3 separate regions of the Mus musculus genome follow, and all the other regions are linked to region 2. Evidence: chromatin contacts called from public promoter capture Hi-C and targeted proximity ligation data. All regions are on one chromosome and are shown on one strand. The core of a region is the stretch at or near the end of the contact, and the rest is flanking DNA. Distances in the headings are between cores, read along the strand shown. Region 1 holds the start of Cabp2 (calcium binding protein 2). Region 2 holds the start of Rab1b (RAB1B, member RAS oncogene family). Region 3 holds the start of Ehd1 (EH-domain containing 1).

What was found. Promoter capture Hi-C pulls out the DNA fragments that hold promoters and counts their contacts.
Region 1: a contact with region 2 is called in a targeted proximity ligation map of pancreatic cancer cells.
Region 3: a promoter capture Hi-C map of pre-B cells shows a contact between it and region 2, with 2.3 times the contacts expected there. A contact is called at or near these places in 4 of 39 promoter capture datasets (the SN4741 cell line, liver and pre-B cells), 1 of 484 Hi-C or Micro-C datasets (B cells), 2 of 130 datasets of targeted methods (kidney and pancreatic cancer cells) and 2 of 9 other capture datasets (adipose tissue and liver).

The regions. Positions count from the first base shown.
Region 1 is chr19:4,079,906-4,084,250 of GRCm38.p6, reverse strand. Cabp2 (calcium binding protein 2) reads right to left here and starts at 1,763. Exons shown (of 6, transcript NM_001160253.1): 1 at 1,384-1,763. The coding sequence starts at 1,545.
Region 2 is chr19:5,105,172-5,109,681 of GRCm38.p6, reverse strand. Rab1b (RAB1B, member RAS oncogene family) reads left to right here and starts at 2,686. Exons shown (of 6, transcript NM_029576.3): 1 at 2,686-2,757; 2 at 4,432-4,504. The coding sequence starts at 2,744. Klc2 (kinesin light chain 2) reads left to right here. Exons shown (of 16, transcript NM_008451.3): 13 at 40-189; 14 at 257-381; 15 at 522-579; 16 at 994-1,936. The coding sequence ends at 1,077.
Region 3 is chr19:6,273,655-6,278,217 of GRCm38.p6, reverse strand. It overlaps Ehd1 (EH-domain containing 1), which reads right to left and starts at 1,322. Exons shown (of 5, transcript NM_010119.5): 1 at 840-1,322. The coding sequence starts at 1,243. It overlaps Gm14963 (predicted gene 14963), which reads left to right and starts at 1,640. Exons shown (of 2, transcript NR_168273.1): 1 at 1,640-1,925.

The DNA of each region.
Region 1 (4,345 bases), core at 514-3,013, 1.0 Mb after region 2:
CATACGAGCTGGGTAGCCGCGATGCTGGGTCGAAGGAAGATGCATGCTGGCCCCACCAGGCTGCCGAGCACTGAGTAGCCCTGTGTCCCCTCCTGCTCCTCAGTTCTGGGACCAGGGCTGGGGCGGGAGCCCCCTAGGGGGGATCCAGGCCACTGCCAGCGTTCCTGTGGCAAAGTGAGCCATGAGCCGGAGCAATGCCCACTTAGCCCGGTCTCTTGTAGCCCCTCTCCAGCCCTCATCAGCTGCTCCTCCCTCTGGAGCCCAGCACCTGACAGAGGGGGAGGGGCCTCTAGGTACACAAGACCCATTAACATCCCAGGCTGGAAGAGTTCACCCCCAACTGCTCAGTTAGGTAAACTAAAGCGCAGAAGGAGTGAGAGCCTTAGCCGGGTCAAGGAGGAGAACAAGACCTGACCTCTAGCTCTGGTCAGCCGGGTTAAAGCTGAGAGAGTCAGGCCTGCACAGAATGCGTAGCTGGCCTATCAGTTTAGCAGGGGAGCACACAGATATCCCTCCATCTCCTCTGGAGCCAATCTCTCATCCAGCCCAGTACCCCAGGTCTCTGGGTACTACCTGCCCAGTGCATTGGCCACCCAGGTTTCTGGCCTTATGTCTCTCCCCTTCACCTTCCTACCTTAGACCCCCGGTGCCATGGCGTCTTGGCACAGTTCCCCATGGGTCTCTGAACCATGCCAGGCCCGGAGTCCTGGGAGGATGCTGTGGATTCTGCCAGCCCCCTGCTGTTTCCAGGGACAGCCTGGGAGCACTGGAGAGGATTTTCCTGGGGTTTTGTGGGCAAGATCAGGAGCGGGTGGGCAGGCGGGGAGCCCTGGGCCCGGGGCTTGGGCCCTAATCCAATCCGGGATTATCTCTGAGTATCTCTGTGAGTGTGTGTGTGGGTTTACTCAGAGCAAAGGCCCCCTGGAAGGCACAGTCTCCCAGCTCTTCCCTCGGGAGGGTCTTCTGATCAGCCCCCCCTCCAATCAGCCCCTCTCTCAGCCTTACACTAATCTCCCCCAATCAGCACCTTCAGAAGCAGGCTTGGATCCCTCCAGAAGAAGTAGGCACCCAGTGCTTGGATTCCCAGTTCTCCCAATGTGTCAACTGGGAGCTGGGAGATGAAGTCCTCAGGGAGAGAGAGAGCCTGCTTGCTTTTATCTTGGCCCATTCTGGAGTTCCTGTGCACCCCTATCAAAACCCTGTATCCATTCAGGGCTTGTCATGGTGCATGAAGGGCTCCCTCAGCATCAACAGAGATGGCAGGCGGATCCCCTAACTTCTCCTGACCACTCTGGTCACCTGTATGTGGACTTGGTTCTAGGTGTGTTTTATAGCCAGCTGGGATTTGGGGTCCTTTAGAAAAGAACATTTCCTGCCCCTTACCTGTCCGTAGGCAGCCTGCACCTGGGCTTCCAGCTCACGGAGAAGGGCCCTTCTGCGAGTAGTGGGGCTGGCTAGGTCTTGGCTGGGTCCTGCAGTGCCTGAGGATGGACTGGAGTCTCCTTCAGGGAGGCTGCCATCTGTTGGGCCCTCCGGTAGGGCCATGGATGTAGGTGTGGTACGTTTTCTGTTCCAGCTGGGTCTCCTCCACCTGTAGGTCGGTGGCTCAGTGCAAGCTGTGGCTATGTTTTTGTTTCTAGCTCTGGGGGTTAGAAGAGCCCGAGTCCTCTAAGGTCACTGTCTTCTTCCATTGCTGCTCCCATAATCCATCTTTGAAATCTTCACCTACCTCCTAGAGTGCTTCCCAACCTTCACAGGACCACAGACTCCACCCTGGGGCTCCTCGCTGATCCAGGTGGCCAGGCTCCCACGCTGGCTGGCCTCCTTCAGTCCCATATCCTGCCTGCACTTCTCTGGTTCGTGGTCCTAACACATTCTTCCTGCTCCGTATCCTGCTTGCTCTCCATCTGCTTTGGCTTGGCCTATGCTATGTCTTGGTAGACCAGTACTCTCAGGACCCTCAGGCCCTCTCAGTCTCTCTGTTCCCCTCAGTTTCTCTCTGTGCCTTAACCTCTCTCTGTCCCCCTCAACCCCTCTCTGTCTTTGTCTCTCTGTCTGTCTCTCTATCTCTTTCTCTCTGTCTCTGTCTTCCTGTTTGTCTCTGTGTCTTTGTGTCTCTCTGCCCTTTCTGTGTGTCTCTCTGTGTCTCTGTTTCTCTGCCCCTGTCTGTTTGTCTGTATGTCTCTGTCTGTCTGTCTCTCTATTTGTCTCTGTCTGTCTGTCTGTCTGTCTCTGTCTTTGTCTTCCTGTCTCTCTCAGTCTCTGTGTCTCTCTGTATCTCTGTTTCCCTGTCTCTGCTTCTCTGTCTCTGTCTGTCTGTCTGTCTCTCTGTGTGTGCTTGTCTGTCCATCTATCTGTCTCTCTGCCCTTTCACTGTTTTACAGGGGCTCTTTCTCGGTTTGCTCTACCTGTTTGCCCTTTCCACCCCTCCACCATTCTCTTTCCCAGGACAGCTCCAAGATTCTGGAAAAGTATGCCACCTGCTCCTCTCTTCCCCATCTGGAGTCCCAGGATACCTCTGTTTCCACCTCTGCTTCCCCACCTCCTGGGTGAACCACCCCCCTGACCTGTAAGCTCTTCTCAAGGAACAAGAATAAAGGTGCCACACAGACCCTTGCCCCTTGCCACACTGCAGCCACTCACCACACAGCAGCTTACTCTCACTTCCAGAATGAGGTCAGCTGTGGCCTGCTGGCCTGTCGTGGGCCCCTCATGATTTATTCACATGCCCTCTGCACCAGCCTTTGTCCCAGGGAACCAGATCCCATGCCATGTCTGCCATCTGAGCTAGTGACTCTATCATCGATTCAGTGACTAGCTTGCAAACATCAAGGACGGGAGGGAGAGTGGGGAGAGAGGCAGGGCCTATATCTCCCTTGGTAGAGTGCTTGCCTAGCATACAGAAAGACTCTGAGCTCAACACAGTACAGAAAAAAAAAAAACTGGACAAAGTGTTGTACACCTGTAAAATACCCAGAGGTAGAAGTATCAAAATTCAAGGTTATCCTTGGCTACATAGTAAGTTCCAGTCCAGTCTGGATTATAAGAAACCCCAGGGTGGTTTCTAGTCCCAGGCCAGCATTGGGGACCACACAACAGACCCCACCTGCCCTGAAGACTCCAGTCTCAAGTGCATTTAACTCAGACAAAGGCCACCAAGCAGTCTGTTTGTGCTTCGGAATACCCACCCAGGCAGGTGAGAGGAAGGCTCTGCACACTAGAGACATGGCCTGTTCTGCTGATGTCAAGTAGCCCTGAATGAGGCTGACAGTCAACAGTGATCTGGCAGAGTCCGGGAACTCTCAAGTAACACTGGGCAGAGCCCTCGGGAGGAAGGGGAGAACATCAGTGGCCTCTGTAGAACGTATAGACAGTAGAGAGAGGGCACCAGAGGGTGGCACTGTCACCCTCGGCCTGGGAGCAGCCTGTCAGCTTCACCTCTAGAGCTTTTGACGTGGTAGGGGCAGCACCTTCAGCAATGTAGGACTATAGTCAATGGGAAAATACAAGGACAGTCCCACAGGCTACCTCTCAGAGGGAGGCCTTGCTGTGTGTGGAGGTGAGATAAGGTCACTGGGAGTAGGTGGCCTCCATGAGGAGGGAACAGGCTAAACACAGCGTGAAGAAGACTGAGATCTGGGACAGGCAAGCCTGAGAGGTGTGTGGACTCTGGCCAGGCGGTCAAGTGTTGGAAGGGTTCTTTGTCATTGTTCACAGGACCCAGCGTGTGGCTTTTCAGACCATCTGCACCAGGCAGGGACATCCTCAAAAACAGTGCCCAGAAAGCATATTCTCTCATGTTCTGTAAGGTCTTAGAGGGTCTGACAGGGCTGGGTCCCCGGGAAAAAGTACTTTATCTTCTGACCCTCTTTTCATTTCTATCCAGTACTGGGGTTGGAGCCCAGGGCTTCATATATGCTAGGCAAATACTCCACTAGTGAGCTACATCTCCAGCCTCTTCTCTCTCTTCTCTTCTCTTCTCTTCTCTTCTCTTCTCTTCTCTTCTCTTCTCTTCTCTTCTCTCTCTGTCTCTCTCTCTCTGTTTTTTTCTCCTTTCTTCTTGTCAAGTAGCTGGGAACCTAGGCATGAGTCAGTCGGTAAGTTCAGTGATTTGTCTGAAAAAACACACAAGCAAACAAAAAACAAAATGAAGGTTAATCTTGTATTTCCCTCTGGGAAGATAGGAGATAATGAGAAATATGTGTCTCAAAGTATAGTCCAAGGTGGTTAGGAAAATAATGAGTCAAAAGTTAGTAGGTAAGTTTCCCATGAGGACAAAGTCATTGTCTCCTGGCTGGAAGTCCCTCTTGGCTTGCATCTCAGTGTCCTGGAGACCTCATCTTGG
Region 2 (4,510 bases), core at 1,437-3,936:
TGTGCTTTAGTCAGGTCTGATGCTTCCTGCCCCCTTCAGGGCCTGGATCCTGCCAGCCAGACCAAGGTGGTAGAACTGTTAAAAGATGGCAGTGGTGGACGAGGACACCGCCGTGGCAGCAGAGATGTGGCTGGGCCTCAATCTGAGTCGGACCTGGAGGAGTCAGGGCCTGCAGCTGAGTGGAGTGGGGTGAGTGTGGAGGCTGAGGAGGGCTGTAAGACTACAAAGCAGGGCCTAGAGACTGTTCTTCCCACAGGACGGCAGCGGCTCTCTGCGGCGCAGTGGCTCCTTTGGGAAGCTCCGGGATGCTCTGAGACGCAGCAGTGAGATGCTGGTGAGGAAGCTGCAGGGAGGGGGCCCACAGGAGCCCCCTAACTCTAGGTGAGCTGCTGACCCTCCCATCCCTCTCGGAAAACACTGTCACCAGATCTGCTTTATCATGCCCTCCATCCCAGACCCAACCTGGTATCCCTTTATTATCTCACCTAATATTAACAAATCCTGGCCCTCCTTTTTCTCAGGATGAAGAGGGCCAGCTCTCTTAACTTCCTTAACAAGAGTGTGGAAGAGCCAGTCCAGGTAAGAATGGAGGGCACCTGGTACTAGGCAGCCTAGACCCAGGCCTCTGGGCCCTGTTTTTACTGTGTATGGCCCCACCCAACTTCCCCTGGTGAGTCTTTAGCCAACCACTGCTCTGGTTTCAGGCGGAGATTGGTAGAAACAAGTGGAGGGAGAGGTCAGATAAAGGGAAAACTCTTGCCTTGGGGCAGAGATCCAGTCAACCAGTTCCCACTTGAAGCTCTCAGGTCCTGGTTGTGAGCTAAACTTTAACTTTGGCCAGTCTTAGACTGGCTGTATTTGCACAGGGCACCTAGTTTGGCCCTTTTATCATCCCTTCCTCTTCTGGAATGCTGCGTGTGTGTCGTCCCCCCACCCCCCACGTCCCCCTTCACTCCCAACAGTTTAGGACTAAGCTGCATCCTCTGCCCACAGCCTGGAGGCACGGGTCTTTCTGACAGCCGCACTTTGAGCTCCAGCTCCATGGACCTCTCTCGAAGAAGCTCCCTGGTGGGCTAAAGCTGAAGGGGCAGCCAGTCACCAGAGCCTCCATCCGACATGGTCCCTTCCCCCAGCCCTGCGCATGGGCCTGCTGCTTGTCCTGCCTGCCCCTCCCAAGGACCCCTGTCTTTTCTGTTCAATCTCAGGGTAACTTCCTCCCTTGTCATCTCAGCCATGGCCCTGGAGGACGGTCCTGCCGGCTCCAGCTCTGCTCCTTATTTATTCTTCCAGCAGGGGGCCTTTCTTCCCTGAGTTCAGGGCCTGTGGGAGTGGTGGCCTGTCTACCCAGCCCCAAAGCCAAGAACACTAAGTACTTGCTGTCCCCTCAGCACCTTTGCCCTCCACTCCCGGCCGTTGCTTCTGTATATAGAGAAATAAGTTATTGGCCGTGTGTCATCCTCTCAGCCCTCCTCTCAGTCCACGGTATTCCCGGGCCACCACCTGCCTCTCTCTTATCCAGTGGTACCGCCCAGGCCTTAAATCACCCCGTTCCCAGTGGTGGTATCTCCCAAGCTTCAAGTTCTGGGACCAGAGCCTCCCAAAAGGGGTCCCTAGACCTCTTCGCCTGGTCTTGGAGGGATTCGTTCCACTCCATCTTGCAAATGCCCAGACCCTCACACCACAGGGCCCTGTGCTGCTTCCGGGGACTTAATGCACTGTCCTCCCCCACCCCGCCCCCACCCCAGCCCCTCCCAGGCATGGCCTGACCCCACCCTGGGCACAGCCCATTGAGCCATCCTGCCACGCCATCCTTGCCTCAGCTTCTGATGTCCCCCTTCCTCCCACACAGTAGGAGGGGCTACCCCATTTGTTGGGTAAGGCAGTCACTCTCTATTTTCAGATGTTGCTGTAGAAATAAAGACGATTTGAATCTGAACCGGGCTTGTTTTGAGGAGTCCCAGAGCCCCTGAGCATCCCTTGAGTCGGGTGGAATCGGGAGAGGCTGCGGGAGTGAGGGATACAGGATACACACGCATATCATTCCCTGCCCTCGAGGCTGGAACTAATACTCTGCCATTATCCTGAACTGTTTGGGGGGGATGCTACAGATTTTGGGGTTGCACCTAACACATGCCCTTATGGGGTTCTAGACAATTCTGCCTGTTATGACTTCTTAATACGTTCTTGGACTGAGCTTCCTGAGATGGTTTTTCATATATGTAATACTAGTGATCATATAATCCTGGTACTAAGGCTGCAGTGTCCATTCCACGAAGAACACTGAATAAGTCAAAATTTTCTGGTCCTAAATACGCTACACCTTTTAGTTTCAATCTGCGAACCGAGAGGGTAAAAGTGGCTGCCCACCTCAGAGGCGAAGTATACCTACCTACCCCGGTACTAAACAAGATCCAAACTTGCAGATTAGGTAGCCCAACGAAGATTTTTTTGTAGCTGGGTCGGTTCAGTGATTGGGAAGACTACAGACCCCAGAAGGCCGTTCGCGGGTGGCTTCTGGAGAGTGCACGGCCGCTCTGTTCCCTGAGTTGCGCCTGCGCAGCAGTGGCAAGTCGAATATCCATGGAAACTACAGGTTCCGCAAGGCAGCGCGGCGCAACCCGAGTCGGAAGGATTTGCGCCTGCGCGGCGCGGGCGGGGCCTCTAGGGCGGAGTGGCAACCATCTTGGAACGGGAGGCGGAGCAGAGCCGACTGGGAGCGACCGAGCGGGCCACCGCTGCCGCCATGAACCCCGAATAGTGAGTGAGCCCCGCCCGCGCCGTGCGGCGCAGCCTCGATCCTGTCTATGGGGCTATATGCTTGCCGAAGTTGTCTGGCCTTGGTCAGAACTGCGCGGCGCCCCCACATCCGGGTCCCTCTTCCGCTGACCCCCCCCTTACATCCGGGTCCTGCCCCTCCCCCCGGGATCCCCAGGACCCCGACTCAACACCCCGAGTTCTGCAGCCCGAGGCCCGGAGGCTGCAGCCTGAATGGGCAGCACTTGGAGCCCGCAGCACCAGCCCTCACAGGCCTTTTTGGTTAGGTGACCGTGCAGATTTGGTCTCCCTGAGCTTCAATTTTCCCACCTACAGCTTGACCAAGGGCAGGCGGTTTGGAGCCCATCGCTAGAGTTTCTGATCTCCACAGTCGAGTACTTTGAGTTGGGCTGTGAACCTCTCTGCCTTTGCCTTTCTTCTGGAGCCTCGGTCCCAGGGCTGGCCTAGAAGCTAACAAGACAAGAGGGGACCCCCAAGTCCCTGTTTGATTCACATCCCCTGCAGATCCTTTCCTCCGAGGCTACCATTTGCCCTGCTTGGGTCGTGCTGTCATGGTGCTCCCGGCGGTCTGTTCTTTTCTGTCCTCTCACCTTTGCTCGGGCCTTCAGTGCCACTGTCAGCTGGCTTCCTGTCACACTGCCAAAGAACTTTAGGTGAATGTGGAGTTTGCTTGCTCCCTTGGAGTAGAATTTTTATTCCTCAAGCCCAAACCCTTTGGAGTAGATGGCCGGCATGCAGTTTTGCACCCACGTTATCTTCTTCCCTGTCTCCACTTCCTTTTTCTTCCCCAACTCGAGGCCTCAGATTTCCTTGAGGAGGCTCGAACTCAGAAGTGGGCTTAGGAGGGGGAAGCTACCGGCTGGCTGTCAAAGAGCTTGGAATCTGACAGGCCTGGTTTCCAGTCTCACAGTTTTCAACTGCTTAGGGCAAGTCACCTCCCTTCTGTGACCTCTGGCTTCCTCAGTGGTTGGAAATAACACTCACCCACTTGTGTGCACTGTTGTGAGGGTTTAGTAAAGGGTGATTTCAAGTGCTTCACACAGGGTCAGTTCCAGTTTAGTATTGACGGCTGCTTCCATGGCCACTTGTTGACTGCCTCCTGTTAGTGTGACTTCATCTCAGGCTCTTTCACATTTGTTTTTTGTTTTGGATTTTTCAGACAGGGTTTCTCTGCAGCCCTGGCTGTCCTGAAACTCACTCTGTAGACCAGGTTGGCCTAGGACTCAGAATTCTGTCTGCCTCTGCCAAGAGGCAAGCACCGTCCTCCCCTCACCACACACAGACACACACACACATACACACACTCACACACTCACTCATCACCTCCCATTCCAGCTTCATATTTATTTTGACTTTATGGGTCAGGTTTCCCTTTTGGGTCCTAGACTGGCATACTGTATGGCCTAATGTGATTTTCTTAGTTTTTACCAAATGATACCACATATCTCTTAGCAAACTGTGCTAGCTTATTGGGGGCTAATAAGGGTCAATTTTTTTTACTTACTTTTGTCCCTTTTTCAGAACAGTAGAAGGCTCTAGTGAGCACCGTAGTAGACCAAGCAGAAGTATGCCTTACAGTCCTGCTGTGCTTAGTGCAGGAAGGGACAGGGGAGGACTTCCTGCTTGCCTTCATACCTTCCCATCTTCTCTCGCCAGTGACTACCTGTTTAAGCTGCTTTTGATTGGTGACTCCGGCGTGGGCAAGTCGTGCCTGCTCCTGCGGTTTGCTGTGAGT
Region 3 (4,563 bases), core at 73-2,572, 1.2 Mb before region 2:
GCAGGCCACTGTGATTCATTCATAGCATCCTGAGGGGCTGACTCTAACTCACCGGGAACTGGTTAAGCTGAGACTCCAGGAGACACACGAAGTCTATCCAATCTATCCTAGACTATGGGTCTGGTCATTTCAGGAGCCACAGTGTTACCACCCCCTGAAGTCCCTGAAGTCTCCTGAGGCAACACTGACTTAAGCTTTTTTTGTTTTGTTGTGTTTGAGACAGGGTTGTCTCCTGTACTCCTGGCTGGTTTGGCATTCACGTAAGTGCTGCTTTTAGGAGGGGTGTTGGGACTCCTTCATCCCCTGCCTTCAAAGGGGGCTGCCCCCAAATCAGCAGACCAAAGCATAGCCTCCGCGCCCTTCCTACACAAAACCACTGGTCCCTGGAGATGTGACGCAGAGAGTGACACACTAGCAAAAGGAACATCTAAGTCTCGAGGTTTCCCAGGACACACACTTTAAAAACGGACCCCAGAGGAGGAGGGGGATTCATGAGAATGAGCTGGGTGCCTCCAGAATGAGGAACAAGAAAGGGGGGACAGCAATGGTTCATCTTCTCACAGCAGCCCCCCGCTCTGTGGGAAGTAGGTCTGGGGTCTGCAGGAGGATGTGAGAGTTAAACTGAAAACCTGGAAGGTTCTGGGAATGACAGAAGCCAGAAGAGTGGACGATGCCTAGTCTCTAACTTCTCTCGGGTAGTTAGTGGGACGCAGCAAAGCCGGTGTCCCTGGGAGTGGTCGCCTAGGGTCTGGCGGGGGCTCTCGGAGACAAAGGCCGGCTGGGGGCAATGGCTCCGGAGGCCTTTGGTATCCTCGCGCTGGGGGGCAAGGGGTGGGTACCTGTTGAGGAAGGCGTTGCCGAAGGCGTTGAGCTTGCGGAAGGGGCGCCGCGGGTCCACGACGAGCGCGTTGCCGGGCACCACGCCCTCGGTGGGGCCGTGCATGACCGCGATGAAGGAGTCGGTGGTGGGCTCCGGCCCGATGCGCATCCCCGGGAAGTCCTGCTCGATCAGGTGGCGGATGAAGGTGGTCTTGCCGGTGCTGTACTGGCCGACCAGGAGCACCATCGGCTTGTTGTCGAAGTCAGCGTCCTCCAGCGCGGGCGAGTGGAACTCGTGGAAGCGATAGTGCTCCTCCAGCGGCAGCAGCTTCTGCGCGTACAGCTGCCGCAGCCCCTCGGCCACCGTCTGGAAGAGCTCCGGCTCCTTCTTGCGGCGGGCATCCTTGCTCACCCAGCTGAACATGATGCCGGAGACGGGGCTGGCTGCTACAGGACGGAGCGGTGGCTGAGCGGGACTGGGGCGCGCGGCCGAGGAGGGGCCGGCCGGCCGGCGGAGGGCAGAGGGGCAGGGGGCGGGGCGCTGCCCGCACCGCGCAGGCGCAGGCTCGAGGGCCGGCGTGAGGACCACGACAGCGCCCTCTGCCGAGGGTCGCGCGAACCTCGTCGAGCCGCCCCTTTATAATAAGCCGGAGCCCGGCGTTCCCGCACGCTGGCCGCCGCCTCGAGGCTGGCCCGAGAGGAGGCGGGGGAAGAGCCCTCCAGGCCCCGCCCCATTCGCGTGCCACGTCCTCTTCTGCTTCCCATTAGCTGATTTCAAATATCGCGAGCTCGTGGCTGCGGTGCCTTGGCAACCGCACCTGTTTTGCTCCGCCCCTCGAGGGATGGCTCGTGGAAGTGTGGCGGTCGCGGGTGCCAGAGTCTGGCGTCGAGATGTACTAAGTCTGAGCACCATCTAGCACGTGTGGGCTTCCGGACACCCCCAAGTACTTCAGCTGCGCTCCCCAACTGCAGTGTTTCCGCTGGCTAGGAACTCCCAAAAGCATCGGGAGCCTCACCCTTTGGTCTTTTAGCGACTCTGGAGAGGGACAGGACAGCGGGAATAGGGAAAGCCGAGGGAGTACAGGACACCGGGAAGAGGAATATCGGTAAGGAAGGAGGAAGAGTGCGCTGGGACTCCACTCAGACTGATGGGAGAGGGACACGGCAATGGAAACAATTGACGTGACCTAGCGGGGAGTTTTCACCAAGGCGGTGCCAGCTGCGGAATGGGGTAAAAAGTTGCAGCTTTCTGGCTAGATGAGTTTGGAGGAAGTGAAATCGGAAATACCCTTTGTAAGGAAGAGGGGCAGTGTTGAGCAACAATGAAATGTTGTGGGAACTTAGGGGAAATTAAAAGCCCCAAAATTTCCGCTTTCCTGTCAGGGACACCACCAGTACCATCTCTTGTTCCGTTCTGAGTCCCAACCTGTTTCCAGTTGGTAGCTGTTCCCCACCATCATACCTGGCCACACCTAAGCCCCCTTGGCTGTGTCTGCTGGTGTCTAGTGGGTGATGTCAGAGATTTGGGGACTATGATTGTTAGGTAACTAATATCAGGTCACCCAAGTGGCAGGAGGATCTAAGGGCCATTGGAGAAGTCTAAAAGGCACCGGAGGAGTTGTTTAGCACACAGTTGTGGTCTCAACTGTTTGGAAAGGTTGGAGGATCACTTGAACCCATCGATTTGAGGCCAGCCTCGACAACAGACGCTGTCTTAAAAGAAAAAAAAAAAAAGACAAAATATTTATCGATGAGGCTAAATTCATAGCTTAGTGGTAGAAGCACTTGCTTAGCGTGCACAAGCCAGTAGGGCCCATCCCCAACAGCACTAGAGCCAACAGAAAATCATGGGAACTTGAAAGCCTTGGATCCCACTTGAAAACTTTGATTTGGAAGCCTGTGAGCTAGACACCTATGTGGGGTTAGGCGGGGAGAAAACAGTGGGATCTCACAGGAAGAAAGAGCCGTGTGTATATTGAGGGATCTCAGTCAAGTGGGATCCAGAGAAGGCAAGGTGGGAAGGTTCAGAGATCATTGCCAGAGACAAGCAAATCCCAGCCTGCCTGCAGGCTCTGGGCCAGGCTTCTTCTTTGATCTGGAGTTTCTCCTTTTTTGTGTGGTGGGGGGGGTATTGTGAGTGTGCCATTTGGTGAGTGTGCTATGGGGGTGTGAGTGTGCTATGGGGGGGTGGGATGAGTGTGCTATGGGGGGGTGAGTATGCTATGGGGGGGTGAGTGTGCCATGGGGAGGCAAGTGTACTTTGGTGGAGGGGGTGAGTGTGCCACGGGGGGGAGGGGGATGAGTGTGCCATGGGGGAGTCAAGTGTACCATGGTGGAGGGGGTGAGTGTGCCATGGGGGAGTCAAGTGTACCATGGTGGAGGGGTTGAGTGTGCCATGATACAAGTCAGAAGACAACTTTCTGGAGTTCCCTGTTGAGGCTAGACTTTGATTCTTCCTCCCAGCCCCATGCTCCCAGGAATAAGACTCAGACTAATAATGTATTTACAAAGATCTAGGCCATAAGCTAGGCTCTTCTCTGACTAGATCATAGCTAAATAGAACCCATTTATAGTAACCTACATTCTGCCTTGGCTGGTTACCTGTGCTCAGGTAGCATGCTCCTTACATCTTCCTGGCAAATCTCCCACCTCCTCCTCTCTCAGAATTCTTTCTCCTCCATATGTTCCACCTTCTATTTCCTTCTTAAGCCATAGGCCATAGGCGTTTTAGTTAACAGGCAAGGCATGCATATGCTTCATAGCTGTTCCTCTACAACTCTCTCCTTCTACCATGTGGGCCCTGGATCAACAGCCCTGACAAGTGTGTTGTCCTACTGAGCTGTCCCGACAACCCTCATCTCATTAGCCTTCTTTCCATCCATCACAATAAGGCGCAGAAGTCACGGGCCCCCATTTTTAGGAAGAAGCTCTTGGACAGGGGCTGTGACCATCAGCTGTGTGCCAACTCGTGACAGGAGCCTCAGGCAAGCCCAGTCCAGACCTTGGCCAGCCTTGGACGCTAAATGATTTCTGCCTCCTACGCAGCCTAGATGAGGGTCCGCCCCGGAGATGTAATTTCAGGGCTGGTTCAGAGAAGAGCCGGAGGCAGAGGATCCTAAATGAGGTGGTTGTTTAGCCGTCTGGATAACTACATGATACTGTGTCTCCAGCAACACTCAGACTGACCGGTCATGGTCTTCACGTCTCCCCAGAGTCCTGTGTGCTGAGAAAACCCAGCCCCAGAAAACAGAAAACAAAATGTCCCTGGGTTATTTATAAATGAGATGAGATGTGTGCGTCCACTCAGCTTTGTCCAAGGAACTGAGAGGGCCAGAAGGGCTCCTCACCCTTCCTCTTTCCCTCCCTCACTGAGGCTCAAGGGGCCCAGAAATTAATTCCCTACTTCCCCGGGTCCTGGGTACCTTCCTACCTTGTAATGTCCCAGATTGCAAAACTCCTAATTTCCCTCCCATTTTTGAGTAGGGCACTTGCTGTTTGGTGGCAAGGCGTAGAAAGTGAACAAGCCATGCACTGTTGGTTTCTCTGCTGTTTGGCCTTCTGTCTGCCGAGTCACAAACAGATGGGCAAGAGTCAAGGATTTGCTTAGCTCGTAAACTGCCCACTGCCAGTGATGTTTGCACACACACCACACACACCCACACACACACACACACACACACACACACACACTGTTAGGACAAGCATTGTCCCCAGCAGAAATCTCCCACTTCCTTGCCTTCAGTC